3 separate regions of the Sus scrofa genome follow, and all the other regions are linked to region 1. The links are chromatin contacts, called in public Hi-C and HiChIP or PLAC-seq maps. All regions are on one chromosome and are shown on one strand. Each heading gives the region's core, a stretch centred on a gene start, on an enhancer-like site or on the middle of the called end of the contact. The rest is flanking DNA. Distances are from core to core; before and after follow the strand shown. Region 1 holds the start of ADPRHL2 (poly(ADP-ribose) glycohydrolase ARH3). Region 2 holds the start of AGO3 (eukaryotic translation initiation factor 2C, 3). Region 3 holds the start of LOC102165851 (vegetative cell wall protein gp1-like).

Region 1 (4,126 bases), core at 1,114-3,613:
CCCTTTGCTGCCACCCCTGACTTTCTGGGCGTGCGTGCCTTGTGAGTGTAGCTCTGTGCGTGTACAAGCACCTGCTGCCATTTTGTCTGTGGGGAGCTCGGGCAGCTCCATTGTCACCCCAGCCTTCGCATCCCTCGTCCCTTCAGTACCATGGGAGCTGCATTCCAGGGCCTTGGGGGATGGATCCTGATGGGGTCTGTTCTGTCCTCAGCCTCCTGCAGGAAGCTCGACAGCAGCTCAACGCTGACCATCGGGGCAAAATGGAGACATTAGACATCGACAGAGGCTGCCTCTCTCTCAACCTCAAGTCCCCGAACATCTCTCTGAAGATTAATCCTACACGTGTCCCCAGTGGGTAAGAAGAGCCTTTCGCTCAGTCTCTCTTCCTCCCTGCAAAGGCCAGACTCCCGCAACCCCAGTGTTTCCTTCCACCTGCAGCTCCACCACTCTCCAGCAGTGGGATGACTTCAGTCAGTTCAACAAGAACCGGGCAGAGGCTGAGATGAAAGGAGCCGTGGAGCTGAGGGAGGCCATCGCCCTAACTATTGCCGAGGTGCCTGACCCCCTCCTGCTCCCCCGATCCTCAGTGGCCAAGGGACGGCCACAGCATGCACTCAAGCCTTTGTCTTTTGTTCCCTGTCAGCCATGTGGCATCCCACCCCTCACCTGAGCCACATCCTCAGATGGCCAGAGGCCAAAGCTTATACCTTCCCCTTGTCCTGCCTACTTCCTGTCCTTCAGACCAACAATGAACTCGAAGCCCAAAGGGTTGCAACGGAATTTGCCTTCAGGAAGCGGCTGCGGGAGATGGAGAAGGTGTACAGTGAGCTCAAGTGGCAAGAGAAGAATGTGAGCTTCTCCGCGTATCTCCTGGGGCCTGGACTTCCTGCTGTGGGATGAGGAGCCTGGGGCCTTGCCAGGAAGCCCTGGACTGGGTGCACCAGGTGGAGACCAGTCCCTCTGTCCCTGCAGACCTTGGAGGAGATTGCTGAGCTGCAGGAGGACATCCGGCACCTGGAGGAGGATCTGCGCAGAAAGTTGCAGAACCTGAAGCTATGCCATACCCGGCTAGAGACCAGGACCTACCGGCCTAATGTGGAACTCTGCCGTGACCAGGTATGAGGGCACCCCAGCGGGGCACGGGCTCCCTGGTGGAGCAGGGGTTCTGGCATAGGCCACCCCCTGGCCCATGGGCAGAAGGACAGCCTGGCTGACCTGGGATTCCCTCCCACCTGCTCCTCTACCTCCAGGCACAGTTCGGCCTCACTGATGAGGTTCACCAGTTAGAGGCAACCATTGCCGCCCTGAAGCAGAAGCTGGCTCAAGCACAGTAGGTTTGGGGAGTGAGCAGGAGGGGCGGGGAGACAACTCCCACCACCCCAGCGGCGTGCTGCCTGCTGGCTTCCCTGCTGGCTTCCTGACTCAAGGTGGGTAAGCTCAGCCCTGCCTGCCCAGCCTCATGTAGTGGTGGTGGGTTGTTAATCCTCCCTCCCCAGGGACGCTCTGGATGCCCTGTACAAGCACCTGGCTCGGCTGCAGGCTGATATCGCCTGCAAGGCCAACTCCATGCTGTTGGACACCAAGTGCATGGATACTCGTCGGAAGCTGACCGTGCCTGCTGAGAAGTTTGTGCCTGAGGTGGACACCTTCACACGCACCACAAACCGCACCCTGAGTCCACTCAAGACCTGCCAGCTGGAGCTGACCTAGCGAGGGGCTGAGAACAGAGGGGAAGGCTGGTGGGAAATGAAGTGGAGGTGGGGATAATGAGTCAATAAAGGTGGGGGGTTCTCAGTCCAGAGGGTTCTCTGCTACCCCTGTAGTTGGAGGAGCACAGGCGGGGAACATCATCCCTCAAGCTCCAAGTTCCAAATCCCACTCCTTCCCCTTTCTCCCCTCAGGGGGCCTGTCTCGACCAGGCCAGCACCCCTGGGCTCTAGCTGTGCGACCTCCAACAAGCTCTGCCCCAGTTGGACCCTAGCCTGCCCTCTGGATGCCTAGGAGAGGCCCTGAGGGGGCCAGGGTGATGGGGGGAGGGCTTGGGGATGAGGGGCACCCAGCCCTGAGTGGGGGCCATGAGCGGCGGCTGCCCTGGGAGGGCTGGGGTACCCGGGCACATAAAGGCCTCGGAGCCAGTGACCCTACAGTCTGGCTCAGTGCCCACCCCTGGGGACCCTTTAGTGGACGTCCCGTCCGACTGTGATGCCCTTTCCAGGGGTGGGGGATGGGGACTAAAACCAGAGGCCGAGCCCAATCGAACCAGGGCTGCGGGACCACCCAGGTCACTCGCGCGCGGGAATTATGACTCCGCGCCTCGGGGTGTCGCTGTGGGGCCAGGGAAGCGGCGCCGCTGGGCACGCGTCGGCCGCACCGGAAGTGGCTGCGGATCGGCGCGGATGGCAGTGGCAGCGATGACGGCGGCGGCAGCGGCCTCCGGAGGGGCAGGGGCGGCCCGCTCCCTCTCCCGCTTCCGAGGCTGCCTGGCTGGCGCGCTGCTCGGGGACTGCGTGGGCGCCGTCTACGAGGCGCGCGACACGGTCGACCTGACGTCAGTCCTGCGTCAGGTCCAGGACCTGGAGCCGGACCCCGGATCGGCGGGGAGCCCGCGGACAGGTGGGCGGGCCCGGACGCACTGGGGCACGTGGAGGCCAAGGGTCGCGAGGGACGCTGGGAGGGAGGGAACCGCAGCGGGAGTGAGTGGCCGGATCTGCAGGACTTGCGGGCACCTCGGACTCAGCTTGTTTAAATCCGAGCCCCATCTTCACGAGTCTCGCCCCAGACGTTTGCCGGTTACGGGCCTGGCAACCCCATCCTCCCGCGGTACAGGCCACGCCTAGATTGCCTTGTCCAGTAGTACACCCCTGCCGATTCGACCCGATTTACCCAGTTCTCCTGGATCAGTGCACCACCGGTCCATCTCCACGCAGCTGGGAGTGCGCATCTGAAAACAGATCTGATGGCTGCCTCCCGCGCGCGTGAAGCTCTGCAGTGATTTTCCATTACCATTAAGACAGAATCAAACTCTTTAACGTGCCATCTGTGGCCGGTCCTCCCCTGCGGCCCCAGTTTCATCTTGTACCGCTCTGCATTGCTGTCACATCGTGCTTCCTCTTGCCGAGGCCTTTGCATGTACCGCTGTCCGTTTGCCTGTAAAGCTCTCTCCCCTGGGCAGTCTGCTCATCACCCAGATCTCAGCTCAGTATCACAGCTGAGGTCAAGCAGAGAATGAGTCTTCTGGGAGAGCATATAGAATAGTAAGGGAAAAGGGCCACACCCAGAACCCTGAAGGAGGAAAAGGAGCTAGAGAAGGAAATTGTTTGATAGGAGAAGTGGGGAGATGCGTAACAACAAAACTCAAGAATTTCTGGACGAAGACACTGGTCACTGGTGTGATGGTAAAAGGGGTTAAGTCTCGGGAAATCTAGATTTAGAAAAGCATTTTCAGTAGAAAGTTGAACCTTAGAAGTTAGATTTCAGGAGTTCCCATATGGCACAGTGGAAACAAATCTGGCTAGGAACCATGAGGTTGCAGGTTGCATCCCTGGCCTTGCTCAGGGGGATCCAGCATGGCATGAGCTGTGGTGTAGGTTGCAGACATGGTTTGGATCCCGCATTGCTGTGGCTCTGGCGTTGGCCAGCAGCTGTACCTCTGATTCAACCCCTAGCCTGGGAACCTACATATGCCGCAGGTGCAGCCCTACAAGGCAAAAAAAAAAAGTTAGATTTCAGTTGTGTTTAGGAAGAATTGGAAAAGGAGAAGATAAAAGTATGGTTTGGTATGAAGAGAAGGAGAGAGATGAACTGTGGTTGAGAGTCAGACAGGATGTTGGGACAGTTTTATATTTTCATTTTGGTTTGATGTTAAGATGAGGGAAAAACATTTGAGGTTGAGGTTTTAGGACCTTTTAGGCGCAAGTGGCAGAAAACCCAATTCAAAATAGCCTGAGCAAAAAGAGAATGCATTGGGTGACATCGCTGGGAAATCCAGTGGTAGGCCTGGCTTTAAGTGGAGCTGAGCCAAGCCATCTCAAGACCCAGTTCCTCTCCTTGTTCAGATCTGCATTCTTTTGGGTGAGCTTTCCTCTGGCAGACCCTTCCCTTAGGGGGGCCCCCAGCAGCACCCAGC
Region 2 (3,859 bases), core at 1,154-3,653, 160 kb before region 1:
GGCACTGTTCTAGGCACTGGGGCTTTGTCATTTAAGATACAAAGAGACCCTGCTCTTATGTCCTTAAGACTCACTTGGGAATCCAAAACTATGATGTGCATGTGCTCAGAGGAGAGCTCTCACAACTTTGCTTTTGGAAGAATCAAACTTTTTTGCCTTCCTATTTCCTGATACTGTAACTTCCTATGCATAGGAGATATATCTGTATATATCTGAAATATTCCTATTTCCTGACATTACAATTCATGAGCCTTTCACACGGGCTTAGAGATGGGGGATCCTGAGTAGCAACAGTAAATGGGAAGGCATCATTGACATTTATTAAATTGGATTGAATTAGAAGGTCCAAATTCTGCTTCATCCATGTCATCAAATAAGGCTTACCTTTGGGGTCCTCATCGTCACTATGTCTATTCTGGGAGACACCTAAGAAGCCTACAGTCATTTAGGGAACCTGTTGAGGGGGTTGAGGGTGTGATAGACCCTTGCAAAAGTTGATATTTACCCCTGTCAACTGCTGTGGAATCCCTTTAGTCAAGGATTCAAAGTAACTTTTAAGATACAGTGTTTCATCTAGTAACATTTGATATTTTAAAATTGGGGAGAGCATTTTTTGTAAAAGGTAAAGTTATAAAAGTCAACTTATAAAGTGTTTACTATATGGTAGGTGCATCTAATAAGTGCTTTAAAATGGTAACTATAGTAAATACATTCTTACTAACATTTAGGGTGGATTTTCTGGATGCATAACGTGCATTCGTTAACTTCACAGCTGTGAGGAAACTGAAGCCCAGAGAGGCTCAAGTGACTGATCAAAGTCCCCTCAGTGATTGGGCTGGACTAAAGATAGGATATTTTTTCCTTTTCCTCTTTGTCCAAAGCTTTTTTAAAAAGAGTGTATTTTGATTATTAAAAGTCTAAAACATTACTGATGCTTCGGGACGTAGGGAAAAATCATGAATCATTCCTCATCCTGAATAAAATAGTATCATATTTCTTTAAGGCAAGAAAGACTAATGTGCTGGTCCTAATAACCTTATAAAGCTTACATTCTAGTGGGGGAGACGGCACATAATAAACTAGTACATGAAAACTGCAGATTGGGATATGGGCTATTAGGAAATACTGTAATAATATACAGAAGTCACTGATCATAGATCAGACGTCCGGGCAAGACCTCTGAGATGTCTGAAGTCGAAGTATGAAGAGCGGTTGGGGAGCTGAGGGGAAGGGGTGAGGGTGAAGAGGAAGAGGGCTCCTGCCAAGGGAACCAGAAGCAGAGACGCTCCAGGTCTATTAGGCACTTTTCCTTTTGCGGGAATTGGAAGCAGACCAGTATAGCTGTAGCATAGCGACGAGGAAGATTCTCACTTGAGGGGAAAGGCTGGGGCCCCGTTACAACAGGCGGTTTGGCCCCAGAATGGACTTTGGGTCTTAGCCTGACCAGGCGTTATTAAAGAGTTTTAAACATGGAAGTTATTCGAGCTGATGTTTGTGTAAAGTCATGTTTCTTAATCTAACAGAGTTATAGTGTACATTCCCCCCCCCAAAAAAAAATGGTCGTCAAAGCAACTCTACAAACGGAGTGATCAACTGTGGTGATCACTTCACCGCCTGCAGAGGAGGCGTGTGAGGCGGTCCAAACCGGGCGTGGTGAGAGGGTTTCGAGAAGGAGGGGGTTTTTACCCAAGACCGGAGATCGGCCCAGGGCCCTCAGATCTTTGTCCTGCCCGTCGCACTAACCACGTTCCCGGGAGGCTCCTGTGCAGGTTGGCTACGCCGCCCTCTAAGACGTCGTCTCAGACAAGCACGGCCCTGCATCAAGGCGGCAGGAGGAGTCCAGCCCCTCGGGGTTGTCTCCGGCCTGCACCGCCCGGCAGAGGACAGCGGGAGGGCCGGCCCCGCCGCGCTCGCCACCCACGGCCGCGCTCGCCTCAGGCCCCGCCCAGGCGCGGCGCCCGCTCGGTGACACCTCCCCTGCGTCCTCCGCGCCGGCCGCGCCCGCACGGCTAGGCTGAGAGGCGAGGCTTGGACGTCCGGCGAGCCCGGGCAGCGGAACTGACGCCAGCGGGCTTCCGGGGGCGGCCCCCGGGGAGGTCGGCGGCGGCGCCGCAGTCGTGGAGAGGCAGTGGGAGCGTAAGCGGCCGCGGGCGACGCAAGTTCCGTACGGAGCTCTTCTCTTCTCGCCACACGCTTCTTCCTCTCTTCTAGTCTCGTGCTGCCTCCCGACGGCCGATCTTCCTGACGGGAGCTTTCAGAGTGCGGTTGCTGAGGAGAAGCTGTCGCCACCCCGCCTCCGGGCCGAGTGAGGGTTCCTGTCGCGCCGCGTCGCTCCCTGCGCCGCCACCTTGCCCTCAGTGGCGGGCGCCCTTCTCGCTCGAAGCACTCCCCCCAGCTCCATGAATGGAAATCGGCTCCGCAGGTGAGTGAGTCAGAGCTGCTGGTCCGTTCGCCGAGGTATCCCCAGAACGTCGTCGCTCCCTCCGCCCAGGCCCAGGTGCGCGAGGTGAGCGGCGCCCGGGTGGCTCCCTCCTCCGCCCCCGGCCCCTCCTCCGCCTCCCCGCAGCCCTGCGGCGGTTCCCCCGGCCACGGAGTGGGCGAAACTGCGGGGAGGAGACGCTGCTGACAAAATTGAAGTTTAGGGTTCTCTAGGCGATATTACTCTTTCACTGGAGTCCAGAAGCGTTTGTCATCGCTTCTGTTATTCCAGTTGAAGATGTAACGGTGTGTGTGTCCTTTGACCAGGTTGTGTGTCCCGTAGGGGCACTGGGCGGCCGGCACTCTCCCTTGCTTATCTTTTAAGGTAGTCATGAGGATGCATTAGGATAACAGATAAAAACTAAGTTTAAGATAGGTATTAGTGCAACGTCAAATGCAAGATGGCATTTGTGTCATCCCTGAGTTCTCATCTGATGTTTGTGGCAGCATGGTATATAGTTTCTGAGGATCTTGGAAATGTCATTATCAGCCTGGATCACTGCTTATGTGAGGCGATAGGTCTTAAAATTTCTGTCCGTCGGTCTATCTAGCTACCTGTCTTTTTCCATTTTTCTTTTTTTTCCTAGAGAATCGGCCATCATATTCTTGGAAATTTGGAATTTAAGAAAATTGTTTCTCTCTTTGGGAAAAATGACAGTCTTGAGAAAAAAATTGCAACATGGGCAGTGCTTATCGTAAAAAAAAAAAAAAAAAAAAAGAATGAAAAAGCACTCTTTATGGTCCGTAATTAACTGAAGGACATAAAGTAGGTGTTACGTAACGGTTTGCTTTCCAAATGATCATACTTGGTATGCTAAATTTGGAAGTATGCTTCATCCAGTCAGAAATTTATAAATTAATTTTGAAGATATTTGGGGGGGTATCTTGTTACTAATAGGATCACAAGTCCCTGAATTTCACATCTCATTTTGCCAGTTCGGGAGGCACTTAAATATGAGATAAGAAAAAAATCATATAAAAGAAACCAGTGACATGATAATAAAGATTTTGTTGACTGCGTTAAGGAGTATAATTATCAAGTAGATGCAAAAAGCACTTAGAAATTGTAGAGATGGGCTGGAGAGAAAGGTTTATTACAAGTTTTATTATATGGAATTTTCTCTAATCAATTTCTATCATTTCTCTTTTGCATGCTCCATTTTCCCCTCTTATTCATGTCGTCTTAAAAAGGGCAAGTTTGTCTAGATTATCAGGAGTTTTAGACTCTTGTTTATCATCGATTTGTGTATTTCCAAAACTGCCCTATCCTACCTTTTTTGTTTTTTGTTTTTCAATTTTCTAATACACTATTTAGAGATTGTGATGATTTGGAAACTATATGTAATTTTTATATAACTGTTCTATTGTTGAGCCTGAAAAA
Region 3 (3,662 bases), core at 529-3,028, 200 kb before region 1:
TTGAGCCATAAGAGTGAATGACACTTTTAAGGGGAAAGTGGAAAGTGGAATGAGAAGGAAGAGCTGGGTGTGGAACCATGATGAACACTGTTACTTAATGCGTTGAAAGCAGGGGGGAAGGGTCCTTGAAGAAGACTGAAGAGGACATAAACAATAGAAGACCTCAGAAAATGCTGAAGCCAAGTGGAAGGCTCAAAAAGGAAGGAGAGGCACAGTGTCATATGCCGCAGAGAAATAGGGACTGAAAATTATCCTTTGAATTTAGACACAAAAAGTGTTTTAAGTGGCGTGGTGAGGGGCAGAAGCGGATTGACTGAGTTCAGGCGTGAGCTGTAGATGAGAAAGTGGAGACAGGTGCTTCCCAGGTCCCGCAGGTAGTGCTCGGTAGCTGCACTTAAGTTTGAGAATGTGACATCTTCCAGGGTAGGCAAGGTCTCTTTCACATCTGTGGTCTCAGCGCCCAGCACTTGGCCTGGAAGAGAGGGTGGCGTCAGTGAGTTCAGTGACTGGGGACGGAGAAAGGCTTCGCGGAGGCAGTCGCTTTGCAGCCGAAGCTTGAAGGATGAGGGTGATTGGGAGGAGAGGTGGGAGGCAGGGCCCCTGGGTGATGGGTCTCTCAGAGTGTGTGAGGGTGGCCCGGGAACGTGGTGGATATGCACGCGTGGCTCTGTGCGAAGGGGGAAGGCTGTGTATGGGCTTGGAGGGACCCATTTGGGGAAAAGACAGGGCCGGAGGCTGCTGCAGGGGTGTCCTCCCGCCCCGCCCCACTTAACGCTACCGCGCGGTGCCGCGGCGCCTCCACCGGAGCCCTCCCGCCGGGCTGCATGGCGACGGGTGACCGCCAGGGGCCGCTGCCTCCGGTCCCCGGTGCCCCCGCCCCTCTCCATTGGCCTTTGTTGCCGTCGGAGCGCCCCGTTTGACTCGTTCCCGTCCGCCCCCTGGGCCTGGCGGTCGCGCCTGCGCACTGGCAGCTGGCCGGGCGCTCGCAGGGGGAGCTGCTGCAGGCTCCGCGGCGGCGGCGGCAACGGAGGCTGCGGCGGTGGCGGCGCGAGCGGCCGGGCTTGGCGGGGGGAGCCGAGCCCGGCCCGGGAGCCTGAGCAGCTAGAGTGCGGGGTATCTAGACCCCTCACACTGGACTCCACAGTCTCTGGGCCGCCTGACCTCCGCACGGGTATATGGGATGGAAGCGGGACCCTCGGGAGCAGGTAAGGGCCCCCGGGAAGGGGGGACGGTGCATGCTCCAAGGACCAGGGTACTTCCGCGTAAAGGGCAGGATTTCCGAGTGAGGAAAGGTTTCCTGAGTGAAGAAAGGGGCTCTTAAGAGATGGGGGGCCCAGTTTGAAGGGGGCTGTGTGCAGTTCCGGGGGAAACCTTGTGAAGGGAGCTCTGAGACGAGGGCCATTTATCAGAGACTGTATGCACTCCTGGAGGTGGGAAGTGATCTGAGAGAAGGGCCTGAACACACGTAAGGAGTCCTAGAGATCCCGGGAGGCCTAGGGAGAGGCACGGCAGGTGGCAGGGGGCGGGCTCCAGGTGTTCAGGAGAGGAGGGGGTCGACACAGATGGGCCCTGAGCTGCCGCATGCCGGGGGCGGGGGTTCATCCCGGCTAGGCTGGGTTGGGTTTGTGTCTTTTCGGGAGAAGGCGCCAGATCTGGGCTGTGAGCTCCGCCCCAGCCGGGCCTAACGCGGGGGCGAGGGTCAGGGGGCGGTGGGTGGGGATCCAGCCCCGGGATTCCCCCCCTTGAGTCTGGGGAGCTGGAGAAGAGGCGCCGGAGCATGCGCGGAGGTGGCAGCTGGAAGGGGCTGCCTGATGTGGTGGGGGCGTGGCCGCCCGAACCCCCCCACCCCCAATCGTGCCAGGTTTGGCTTGGAAAAAGGAGCGCGAGGATGGGGTGTATTCTCTCTTAGGTCATGCTGGCTTAGCGCAAATGGAAATGGGCCCCTTCCCCATCCTGAGGCTCTTGCACTTGGCCCTGAAAACCTTCAGTCACAGTTTGCCAAGAATGGATTGAAGGAAACTGCCAAAGTGCCTTATTCTGCTACTGGGATGAGGAAAGACTGAGATAGAAGCAATGTTTTAGGTTAGAGACGGGTCCTTCCTGAAGACAGGCCTTAGAAAATGTATTGGTTACTTAGGAACCGAAGTCAGGGCCAGGTTTGCCTAGAAGGGGTTGTCTTTCCGGTTTGCATGTTTCTGGTCCAGTAGTGAACAGAGTTGGGATCTTTTAATCCAAGTATAATGACCTCTCTATTGAAATGTCTCCAGAGGTGACAGCCTAATCTTTCTATACCTTAATGTTTTTATGGCTGCTATCCCCCACTGGGTATCTTTTCTTTTCCTCTCTCTACTCCCCAGAAACTCCTAGGGCCATGTTATTACAGGTTGCCAAGCTAGCCTTTTGCCGCAAATAAGTTGTTTGGAGTAGGGGGAAGTTTATAGCCTTCACCCTGATGAGTCTCAGATCATAGCTTTAATGTCTCGTTACTCACAACCAGGAGAAAAGTAGGTAAGAGTAGAAGAGAAACTGAGGCAGAGCTGCCCCAAGAAGACCAGAGTCCTTGGATGGGCTGTAGGGTGGAGACACCTCCTGTGTCCTAGATAGGAGACCTTTGATGGGAGGAGTATGGACCTTTAGGTCTTGTCTCACCACTTCCTTCCATTTGATCTGGGGGTGGGAATAGGATTTCCACTGGGGACATGAATTTCATTTCTGGTTGAAGAATCTTTGTCTTTTATACCACAGCTATTCCCCTCAAGGAAATAGCTCCTACCAGCACATTCAAGTCATCTATTCAGTGACTTCTAAGTACTTAGTGACTACTTTCCCCAAGACAAAAACAAAGCTGGAATGCTGGGAGCAACTGACTTGAGAAAACTACTTCCTTCTTCCCTTAGGCCCCTTTCTCCGTTCAGGGAACTCTCCTAGTTTTCTGGGCTGGAGACAACTTGCGACAACCTATGGACTAGGGTAGGAATGGGTCACAGAGGTCCAGATGGATTGCTGGGAGCTGGCACTCATTCCAGACTGTGAATGATCTTGTTGATCATTTATCTAATGATGAATGCCTAATGGACTCTGGAGTGATGAAAAATTTGACTTTGTTGTTGTAAATAAATAAGCTTATAGGGAAGAAACTGGAGCCTGGTATCTGGAGTTGGCTGTACCTTAATGGGGCAGGCTTTACTTGCCTGGTAATTGGAATTTATTCTGAAAGCTGTGAGTGGAGGGATTTCCATAACTGCCTCCTTCCTAGGCCCAGATGATTTTCTTGGAGGTCGGAGGATATGATACACAAAGCAAAGTATTGTTGCTGGCTTCATTGGGCTTATGTCCAGATGTGCCTTCTGTGCTTAAGTGTGTTTTAAGCACATATACTGGACTGGGAACTCCCAGGGTAGAGGTGGTGTCTGATTTATCTGTGGAGGCCCTGACAGAAGTACATGTTTATTTTTTGAATTAAATCAAATTCTAGTGTGAACGTAAATGGTTAACACATATGTGAATGTTTAATAATTTGATGTACTCAGTGTGTGATACTTTTTGGTGAGATTGGCCTCTTAGTCTTTGCTTATCAGACAGCTAACCTAGCCTTGAGTTTGTCTTTTGAATGGACAGTCTAGCTCCTTGGGAGGTATGTGGGCCTCAGAACTGCAGGGAAG

The links. A called contact is a pair of places that touch in the nucleus more often than the background predicts. HiChIP or PLAC-seq counts read pairs in DNA pulled down with a chosen protein or histone mark.
Region 2: a contact with region 1 is called in a Hi-C map of liver, with 2.1 times the contacts expected there. The contact joins the promoter of AGO3 here to the promoter of ADPRHL2 in region 1. A contact is called at or near these places in 1 of 47 Hi-C or Micro-C datasets (liver) and 1 of 2 datasets of contacts at active chromatin or transcription factors (alveolar macrophages).
Region 3: a contact with region 1 is called in an H3K27ac HiChIP or PLAC-seq map of skeletal muscle, with 2.2 times the contacts expected there. The contact joins the promoter of LOC102165851 here to the promoter of ADPRHL2 in region 1. A contact is called at or near these places in 1 of 5 promoter capture datasets (fetal liver) and 1 of 2 datasets of contacts at active chromatin or transcription factors (skeletal muscle).

Annotation. Positions count from the first base shown.
Region 1 is chr6:92,236,104-92,240,229 of Sscrofa11.1, forward strand. It overlaps ADPRHL2 (poly(ADP-ribose) glycohydrolase ARH3), which reads left to right and starts at 2,364. Exons shown (of 6, transcript XM_003127788.4): 1 at 2,364-2,613. The coding sequence starts at 2,397. It overlaps TEKT2 (tektin-2), which reads left to right. Exons shown (of 10, transcript XM_005665212.2): 5 at 212-355; 6 at 439-553; 7 at 742-849; 8 at 973-1,116; 9 at 1,251-1,330; 10 at 1,497-2,022. The coding sequence ends at 1,710.
Region 2 is chr6:92,079,562-92,083,420 of Sscrofa11.1, forward strand. AGO3 (eukaryotic translation initiation factor 2C, 3) reads left to right here and starts at 2,404. Exons shown (of 19, transcript NM_001194974.1): 1 at 2,404-2,422. The coding sequence starts at 2,404.
Region 3 is chr6:92,037,036-92,040,697 of Sscrofa11.1, forward strand. LOC102165851 (vegetative cell wall protein gp1-like) reads right to left here and starts at 1,779. Exons shown (of 3, transcript XM_021097603.1): 1 at 1,466-1,779; 2 at 779-1,386; 3 at 1-472. The coding sequence starts at 1,779. The coding sequence ends at 249. It overlaps AGO1 (argonaute 1, RISC catalytic component), which reads left to right and starts at 1,181. Exons shown (of 19, transcript NM_001194976.1): 1 at 1,181-1,205. The coding sequence starts at 1,181.